Regions from separate parts of the Mus musculus genome. Here all the other regions are linked to region 2. Evidence: chromatin contacts called from public Hi-C and HiChIP or PLAC-seq data. All regions are on one chromosome and are shown on one strand. Each heading gives the region's core, a stretch centred on a gene start, on an enhancer-like site or on the middle of the called end of the contact. The rest is flanking DNA. Distances are from core to core; before and after follow the strand shown.

Region 1 (3,136 bases), core at 137-2,636, 3.0 Mb before region 2:
TCACAGTGTGATCAAATATCCTGCGACATATAGACAGTCGTGAGCCACTCCAACCTGGACCCTCAGAAAAATCAGTGTTCTAAACTGCTTAATTTAAACTGGTCTTAAGCAAAGATCTGGATCCAATGGCCTGAGTGAAGAGGGTCAATTTTGTCTTCGCTGTACCCCCTCGTGGTCATTAAAAGAAGTGCACCTTTCACATTGAAAAATCCCTAGTTAAACCTTGATTTTGTTTTTGTTTTGTTTTGTTTTGTTTTTTAACCATAGTTAAAACAAACGCACTCAGTTCCTATAACTTGCTCTGCGTGCACTGAGGCCGGAGCAGACCCAAGTCCTCACAAAGCCGCCTCCTTTCCTTCGGTGGAAGGAACTTTCACGGAAGCCCTGTCTAGAGCCAGCTAGCTATGTTACTACGCATTTGAGAGACTTAAGATCCTGCCCGCAGTTGGGGGTAGCTTTTGGCTTTTTACAGCCCGACTCTATGCCTGAATACTGTCCACTCCGCCCATACAAAGACCTCCCCTTGCCCCTTCTGCTTCTAGCTTCTCCCCCACCTAGCCAGCTCCTTCCTCAATAATCCCTCTGGGTGTCCCTCACACCCGCCAAAAGGTAAATAAACAAGGTCCCGGATCGAGACCTGAGGCTGGAGGAGCGATCACGCAAATGCAGACTACTCGGACCTGAAAACAAATCCCAACCTCCCCTTTCGCCCACTTCGCCGTGGCAGGACACGATTCCATTGAACCCCTCCCAACCTAGGAGATGAGGACTCCAAGCTACCACGCAGGAGGTGGGTAAACAAGACAGCTTTAAGGTCACAAAGCTGGGGGCGGGGGAGAGGTGCCGGCCAAAGGAAGACTTATCGCCTGTCCCATTCCGGCTCCCCAAGCGGAGCTAGGGGCATTAAAACAGTGGGAGGAGAGAAGCTGGGAGCGAGAAAGCCAGGGCGAGCATTGCTCCGACCCGAGTGCGGAAATGAGAGACGCTGGGCTGGGGACCCCTGGCTCGCAAGAGCTCTGGCGACCTCTGACCACCCGCACCCGGGCCCCGTCCCCACACCCGCACCTTCGTCGGACTCTCGGCCCCGGCAGCTGCGCTCGTCGTCCTCGGCGCTCTCCAACTCCTCCTCGTCCTCCGGGTAGTACTCCGGGGCGGCCGGCGCTGCAGCCGGAGCCGGCGCCGGAGCCAGCAGCCCCGCGGCGCTCATGTCGCCGCCTCGGGGCCGCGGCGGAGCCGGTCCCGCGGAGATCGCGGCCGCCTGGCTGCGTCCCCGGAGCCCCGCAACCTCGCGCGGTTCCGAGCCGCGGGCACCGGGACTCCCCTCGGCTCCGAGCTCCGCCCCCCACCCCGCACCCCGGCGCCCGCGCTGGGCAACGGGGGCCTCGCGCAGCCGGCTACTTCCGGGTCGTGGGCTGCTCGGTGACAGCCTGATCAGGCCGTCCTCGAGACGGTAGGTGAGACGCCGGGGCTCCACGGTTTCTGACACGGCGGCCGCGGCGGCGTCACTGTCTTAAGAATCCGCGATCGGCCACGGCGGAAGGGGCGGAGGCGGGAGTCTCTGGAGTCAGGCATATCCAGGGGCAGCCGCGCCAGCAGTCAGGACCCCGGAGTTGGAGGTGGCACTTCTGGCAGTGGCCACCAGGCGGCGCCTGGAGTCAAAACTAAAGTGTGGATGGACTCGACCTGATGGGCGGAGGCTTTGCAGAGCCCTGGATAGGTAGCATGGTCTCTGATTCATGCAGGTGAATGGCACGAACGGTTCCCGCGGTGGGCTTGGACGCCTGGCCAGCCAGAGTGTGTGGGATACAGAAAATGTTGTGCGTGGTTGCTCCCCTGCCTTAATGGGGGCTTTATTAAAAATTATGGTAAAGGCAAGTTGTTGCCATTTCATCCACCGGTCAGGTGAAAGTGTGTCCCTAGGCCTTGCCAGTACTTTCTTTTGAGTAGATTTACTGGGTAAGCTGTTCTACCGGTTTTACAAATGATCAAAAGAGTTGTCATTCTTTCTCCTTTCAAGAAAAGAAAAAAGAAAAAACGGTGGCGTCAGTCTAGCATCCCAGATCCACAGCTGTCCACAGGATAACTTCCTTGTGCTTCCCCAAACATAATTTTTAAGGTATTTTAGCCTAAAACAGTAATTTAATAACCTGCTAATTTTTACTTGAGTAAATAGGGCATTTCCCTCCAGGAACTACATTGGCTTAAATTCAGAAGCCAACGCTGAGCAAAGTGACCTTTAGTCCCAGGACTAGGGAGGCAGAGGCAGGCTGAGTTCAAGGCCAGCCTGGTCTGCAATTCGTGTTTCAGAACAGCCATGGATACACAGAGAAACCCTGTCTTAAAAACAAAAAAAAACAAACCAAGCCATGAAACTGAATCTCTCCATGTGTTAATCTGTGTAGCCCTGTGAAACATAGTGTTACAGTTTTGCTTAGAAGAGGAGGAAGAGGAGGAAAGGGAAGAGGTGGAGGAGGAAGAGGAAGAAGGTGGAGAGGAGGAGGAGGAGGAGGAGGAATAGGAGGAATCATCTCAGCACTTGGGAGGCAGAGGCAGGTGGATTTCTGAGTTTGAGGCCAGCCTGGTCTACAGAGTGAGTTCCAGGACAGCCAGGGTTACACCGAGAAACCCTGTCTCGAAAAACAAAAAACAAAAAGAAGAAGAAGAAGGAGGAGGAGGAGAAGCAGAAGCAGTAGCAGCAGCAGCAAAAACCTATGGTCTCTGCCTAGTGGCTCACAACAATAATCCCAGGTGCTCAGAAAGACAAATGCAAGAGGACAGAGCAACATCAAGGCTTGCCTGGATTTCACAATGAGTTCAAGGCCAGCCAGTTTAATGAGACCTTGTTTGAAAGCAAAATTAAAAAGGATGGGCCATGTATGCCTGTGGCTGGGTAGGGCACTTGTTCGGCATGCTGGAGACCCTAGCTTCACTCCCTAATTGGAGAGACAGAGAAGATGTGTCCAGAGGAACCCTATTCAGTTAACTCAGATCTGCAGAAAACAGAACAAGCATTAAGGCCCGGCAGATGGGAACACAGCAGAAAGCGGGGTGGAACCCGGGGACAGTATTCTGTTTCTCACAGCCTCTGTGATCAAATGCATTTCCAAATGGGCCCCCAGAGAGACTTCTAAAAATG
Region 2 (2,873 bases), core at 56-2,555:
AAAGTAACACATCCATAGAGATGCCAGATAGATTCTAGGTTCCTAGAAGGCGGGAAGTTGGTGACTGGTCTTTTGCTTGTATATAATGGTTTCTGACTGTGTGGGGTGTTTCTTGTGGTCTCTCTTTCATTCTCTTCTTCTCCTTCTCCTTCATTTTTGTTTGTTTTGTTTGCCTGTTTTCTTTCTAAAGAGAACAAAAGGACTGGGGGCTGGGTTGGTGGGGAGGCAGGAAGGAGCTGGTGGGACGGGGAAGCCATGATCAAAATATATTATCTGGGGGCTGGTGAGATGGCTCAGTGGGTATGAGCACCCGACTGCTCTTCCGAAGGTCCAGAGTTCAAATCCTAGCAACCACATGGTGGCTCACAACCATCCGTAACAAGATCTGACTCCCTCTTCTGGTGTGTCTGAAGACAGCTACAGTGTACTTACATATAATAATAAATAAATCTTTAAAAATATCTATATAAATTATCTGAAAAAAATGGTTTAGCCTTGGCTGTCCTGGAACTAGCTCTGTAGACCAGACTGGCCTTAACTCAGAGATCTGCCTGCCTCTGTCTCCTGAGCGCTGGGATTAAAGGCGAGCGCCATCACTGCCTAGCTGCATTTTTTTTTTTCAATAAAAAATGTTCTAAGATTGGTTCTCTCCTCCCACTACGAAGAACCAAGGTTGGGGGGTTGGGGGGAGGGAAATCTCAGGCTGTCAGGCTTGCCCACAAGTGCCTTTATCTGACGAGCCATCTTGCCAACTGGAGTTGTCCACTTTAAGTGGGCAAATTGTGTGGCACCTGGACTGTATCTCAATAAAGCTGCCAACAGTAACAAGAAAGGATATGGGGAGATGGAGCAAAATGTCTTTTAGAAGAAGAAAATCTATTTGAGCAGTGGTGGCGCACACCTTTAATCTCAGCACTTGGGAGGCAGAGGCGGGAGGGTTTCTGAGTTCAACGCCTTTACACAATAAATAAACCTTTATAATTTTATTTTTGTAACGGGGGTTCTCTGTGCAGCCCTAGCTATCCTGGAACTCGGAGATCCGCTTGCCTTTACCTTTAAAACAATTTTTTTTTTCTAGGCTCTCTGCTCTTTCCCAGAAGCCTGTCATCCCGAGGGGGTTGGACATCAGCGCCTCCTGCCTTCCTTGCGGGGATTTAGAGGCCCCAAGACCTGGCGGAGAAAACGCGAGCGCTCGGGCCTTTCCCCCGTCCCCGCCAACCCCGCCTTGTGGGTGGGACTTTCCCCGGAGAGAGTCTCCCGTGAGGCCACACCCACTTCCGGATGGAACGCGGCGGGGGCCACGTGACTCGCTAAAAATGGCGGCGCCCAGTGTGGCGGCGTGAAAGTTGTGGGAAGTCGCTGTCGCCGGGGTCGTGAGTCTGAAAAGCGAAGGGAACCTGAGAGCCATGTCGCGTCTGATCGTGAAGAACCTCCCGAATGGGGTGAGCGGGAGCCGGGGATGGGGCCCGGAAGTGGAAGCAGAGGTCCGGGAATGGAGGGTGAAGGATGGAGGGGTTCTAAGTCAGGGACAGGACTGGGGAGGTCCGGAATCCAAGGAGGCGGCACCCTGTCCTGAGGGCTCAGCAAGCCGCAAAGTGGCTTCCGAGCATTCTGAGGATCCTTCCATGTTGTGCTGGGCAGTTTGGGTCAGTTTGACCCAGACCGGAGTCACTTACGGAGAGGGAACTTCATTGGATGTTATTGCGTCCATATGCCTGTGGACCAGCCTGTGGTGCTCTGAGGAGTGATGGGTGTGGGAGGTTCCAGCCCCCTGTGGGTGCTGTCACGCCTCGGCAAGTGTCCCTGGGCTGTGTACAGATGTTGGCGGGGCAAGTAAGTCTGCGTCGGTTCTTGCCTCGACTTCCCTGGATGGCGGACTGTGATGGAGACCCATAAGCCAAATCAATGGTCTTCCTCCCCAAATTGCTTTGGTTTTTTTGTTTGTTTTTAAAAGATTTATTTTTTTATTATGTGTAAGTACACTGTAGCTGTCTTCAGACACACCAGAAGAGGGCGTCAGATCCCATTACAGATGGTTGTGAGCCACCATGTGGTTGCTGGGATTTGAAGTCAAGACCTTTGGAAGAGCAGTCAGTGCTCTTAACTGCTGAGCCATCTCTCCAGCCCACGCCCCCCAAATTGCTTTGTATCCTTGATGTGTGTCACAACAGGGAACAGACTAGAGAATGCTTACTGGTTCACCATCACAGAGCAAGATTAGACTTCAAAGCCAAGTGTGGTGGTGCATACACCTGTTGTCAGCTTTCCATAGGCAGAGGGTGGCGAGTTCAAGGCCAGCCTGGGTTACATAGCAAGATGATGTGGCTAAAAATAAATAAATTAATTAAATTTGTTTTGTTGTTGTTGGGACCATGTGCCCCCCAGAACAGCAGTCCTCAACCTTCCAAATGCTGTGCCCCCCTTTAATACAGTTCCTCCTGTTGTGACCCCCTAGTCATGAAGTTATTTTGTTGCTACTGCATAACTGTAATTTTCTCATTATGAATATAACGTAAATATCTGGTATGTGGGATATCATATGCATCCCCCCCAAAAGGGAGACCCAAGATGATCTCCCCTATTTGGGATTTTGTTTGTTGTTTTGGGGGATGCTTTTTTAAAAAAACAGACTCTTAAATCTGTAGCCCTGGCTGACCTTGAACACCTGCTTCTGCCTCCCCACCATACCTAGCCTCATCTCAGGGTTTCTGTCCTTTTCTGACACGGGATCTCATTTAGTAGCCCTGGCTGTCCTGGAACTTAACATTTATGTAGACCAGGCTGGCCCCAAACTAAAGAAATCTGCCTGCCTCTGCCTCCAGAGTGCTAGGATTAAAGGTGTGCTTGACCACGCCTGGCCTTATCACCAGGTT
Region 3 (2,893 bases), core at 369-2,868, 4.1 Mb before region 2:
AGAGGGCACTGCCAATATACACAGGCTACAACACAAATACCTTTTACTTCCTCTTAAATAGCCTTGGGCAAAAATGTCTTCTAGGGGTGGGGACAATCTCAACCGGGAAACACGCTAAAGATCGAGGTACACACCTTTCCCCTAATGCAACAAGCTCAGAAAACAAGCTCCTGCCACAAGACAAGTGTTCTGTGTAGCCCTGGCTGTCCTGGAACTCACTCTGTTGACCAGGTTGGCCTCGAACTCAGACATCTGCCTGCCTCTGCCTCCCAAGTGCTGGGATCAAAGTGCTGTGCCACCACTCCCTGGCAAAAGCAGGCTCTTTTAAAGTCAGACCCAAAATTAAGATCTGGAGAATAGTAATGTGGGTTATGTAGCCCAGTTAGGGGGTGGGGGTGGGGGAGTGAAAGCGGAGTGAGCTGGCCAGGCAATTAGCCTGTTTAAGTAATGGGGATTAGTTGGCAACCCGGCAAGTAACAGAGACCAGGCTGGTGAGCGCCAACGTTCCTGAATGTAGTTTATTCTGAGCAATTAGCTTCTTTCCTCCTAGAATCACCAAATGCCCTTGGACTGGGGCCCTGTAGCCGGAAGCACTGGCCACCTCACTGTGGTTTTAAGAGAATGTGGCTCAGGCAGGAACTTTCAGCTTGGCCTGCAAAAATCTGTTTGCTCTGGTCTGCTTAAAGTCCAAGGCATTATTTCAGTAACGTGGGAGAGAAGTGGGGGTAATTAGCTGCTGGCTGGCGTTCAGAGTGACTCTCGGTCACTGACCTCCTCCAGTGGAATTGCCGGATCTAAAATAAAGTGAGCAGGGTGGACTGAAACTGTCAGAACCAAACACCTCTGGCAGTCAGCTAGTCAACTTCATTTCCAGCTTAACGTATGTGCTCCCGTTTTACCGCCAAAAAGAACACTAGAACTCCCAACCCAACTTTTGCAAAAGCCGGTCGGCCTGAAGTGTCTCCAAGCCGCGCAATCAATTACACCGAAGAGAAAAGTCGACACGGGTGCTCAATTACAGTTTAGCTCGACTCTTAATTAATTAAGGATCTCAAACGCGGTCCCTGAGCTGCTTTCTCCTTAATGATGTTCAACCAAGCCCAGGGTGACTCTCCTCCCATCGGTAATTAGGCACAAGTCCCAGAACGGCAAAGAGGGCTATGACAGAGCCACCTCCCCCGCCCCCCCCCAAGGTGTGACGCTGGGAATGTGGCGGGAACTACAGCAAAGGGGGACCCTCCCCGTGAGTCAAGAGGGCTCCGACGCCCCTCCACTCAGCACCTTGATCTCTTCGGAGTGGAAGATGTCGGCGTCTTCAGGGCTGTCCATGAGGATCTTGGGCCTGTCCCCATCCTTGGCGCCCCCGGAGCTGTCCCTCCGCGGCGTCTTGTGGCCCGCCTGCCGCTCCAGCGCGGCGCGCTCGCTGCTCGTGTTGCCCATGGCTGGGAATCTGCAGGGACACAAGGAAGCCGGAAAGGCCGGGTCGGACCCCCGGGGATCGCGAGTCACGCCCTCTCGGATCGCGCGCTCGCTCGCCCGCCGAGCTCCGCTTTACCTGGCTCGGGCGACCGCGACTGGAACTCCGAACAGAGCCGGAGCGTAACCTGACACTCCTCCCGCAACTCCCCTCCACCCCTTAGCCACTTCCGCTTCCGGCCGGGCCCAGCGAAGGAAGGAAGGAAGGGTGGTCACTGGGGATGGAGCGCTCTCGGAGTTAGGGTGACATCAGTTCCGTTTCCGCCTCTTCCCTGCTGCTCAGCGCGAAGCGGTCGCGGGTGGTTCGGGGCTGCCACCAGATCGAGCTTCGTAGCGGCCAGCGGGAGGCGCGAGCGAGCGAGAATGCCAGAATGCCATGGATGGCGCCGACCACCTCACTCCAAGTTGGTTACTCTCCAGTAACTCGAATTACGAAACGCGAAACCCACGGCGGCTTGGAGCAAGCGCTTGCTCTTGCAGAGTACCCGGGTTCGGGTCCTGGCGCTTCCATGGTGGCTCACAACTGTTTGCAGTTTAAGTTCCAGGGGATCCCGGCGCCCAAGGCGGTGCACACATATACGGGAGGGCAGAGCATTCATACACATAATCGTAAAAACAAAACAAAACAAACAAGAAGAAGAAAAGGGAAAAAAAGAGAAAGCGCCGGGCATTGGTGGCGCACGCCTTTAATCCCAGCACTTGGGAGGCAGAGGCAGAGGATTTCTGAGTTCGAGGCCAGCGTGTTCTACAGAGTGAGTTCCAGGACAGCCAGGGCTATACAGAGAAACCCTGTCTCGAAAAAACCAAAACCAAACAAAAAACAAAACAAAACAAAAGAACCTCACGTTTAAGTCTCTCCCGTAGATGCACTGGCTCTCACAATTGAATGTATTAGGACAACCTAGGGCTCCTTCAAAAGGAAGGCCTCTCCAGAGTGGCCAAATCGTAATTTCTGTCTGTAGACTAAGGATGGAGGATGCTGACCATCTTCCAGGTGTTTGAGAAAACTTAAAGACCTAAGATTTCTGGGAAATTGACGTTCTCAGTTGGGTTCTGTTGTTTGTTTCAAGTTGAGTGCCTATTGATAAGTCTTTTTGCAAGAGCCTTGGGGCTACATTGGCCACATTATGTGTAAAATGTATCAGGGCTTAGTGTTTCAGCAGAGGTACAGACTGCTGTAATAAAACGATCTCAGCTTCACAGTCAGCCTTTAAAGAAACAACAACAACATTGTCTTGTGGGGTTTGTTTGTTTGCTTTGCATTGGATTTTCTAGGTCATGTCTTACATTTACCCATACATATGTTTTGGTTTTTTTGTTATTCTGTTTTTGTGTGTGTTTTTTGAGACATGGTTTCTGTGTGTAACAGCTCTGGCTGTCCTGGAACTTACTTTGTAGACCAAGCTAGCCTTGAATT

Evidence for each region. Hi-C and Micro-C count contacts between places; a contact is called where the count stands out from the background. HiChIP or PLAC-seq counts read pairs in DNA pulled down with a chosen protein or histone mark.
Region 1: a contact with region 2 is called in an H3K27ac HiChIP or PLAC-seq map of thymic regulatory T cells, with 8 times the contacts expected there. The contact joins the promoter of Suds3 here to the promoter of Rbm19 in region 2. A contact is called at or near these places in 1 of 15 datasets of contacts at CTCF or cohesin (large pre-B cells), 3 of 484 Hi-C or Micro-C datasets (CD4 T cells, CD8 T cells and regulatory T cells) and 1 of 115 datasets of contacts at active chromatin or transcription factors (thymic regulatory T cells).
Region 3: a contact with region 2 is called in a Hi-C map of CD8 T cells, with 4 times the contacts expected there. The contact joins the promoter of Prkab1 here to the promoter of Rbm19 in region 2. A contact is called at or near these places in 3 of 484 Hi-C or Micro-C datasets (CD4 T cells, CD8 T cells and regulatory T cells).

Annotation. Positions count from the first base shown.
Region 1 is chr5:117,114,607-117,117,742 of GRCm38.p6, forward strand. It overlaps Suds3 (suppressor of defective silencing 3 homolog (S. cerevisiae)), which reads right to left and starts at 1,387. Exons shown (of 12, transcript NM_178622.5): 1 at 1,066-1,387. The coding sequence starts at 1,207.
Region 2 is chr5:120,115,208-120,118,080 of GRCm38.p6, forward strand. Rbm19 (RNA binding motif protein 19) reads left to right here and starts at 1,306. Exons shown (of 24, transcript NM_028762.1): 1 at 1,306-1,442. The coding sequence starts at 1,407.
Region 3 is chr5:116,022,810-116,025,702 of GRCm38.p6, forward strand. It overlaps Prkab1 (protein kinase, AMP-activated, beta 1 non-catalytic subunit), which reads right to left and starts at 1,619. Exons shown (of 7, transcript NM_031869.2): 1 at 1,282-1,619. The coding sequence starts at 1,440.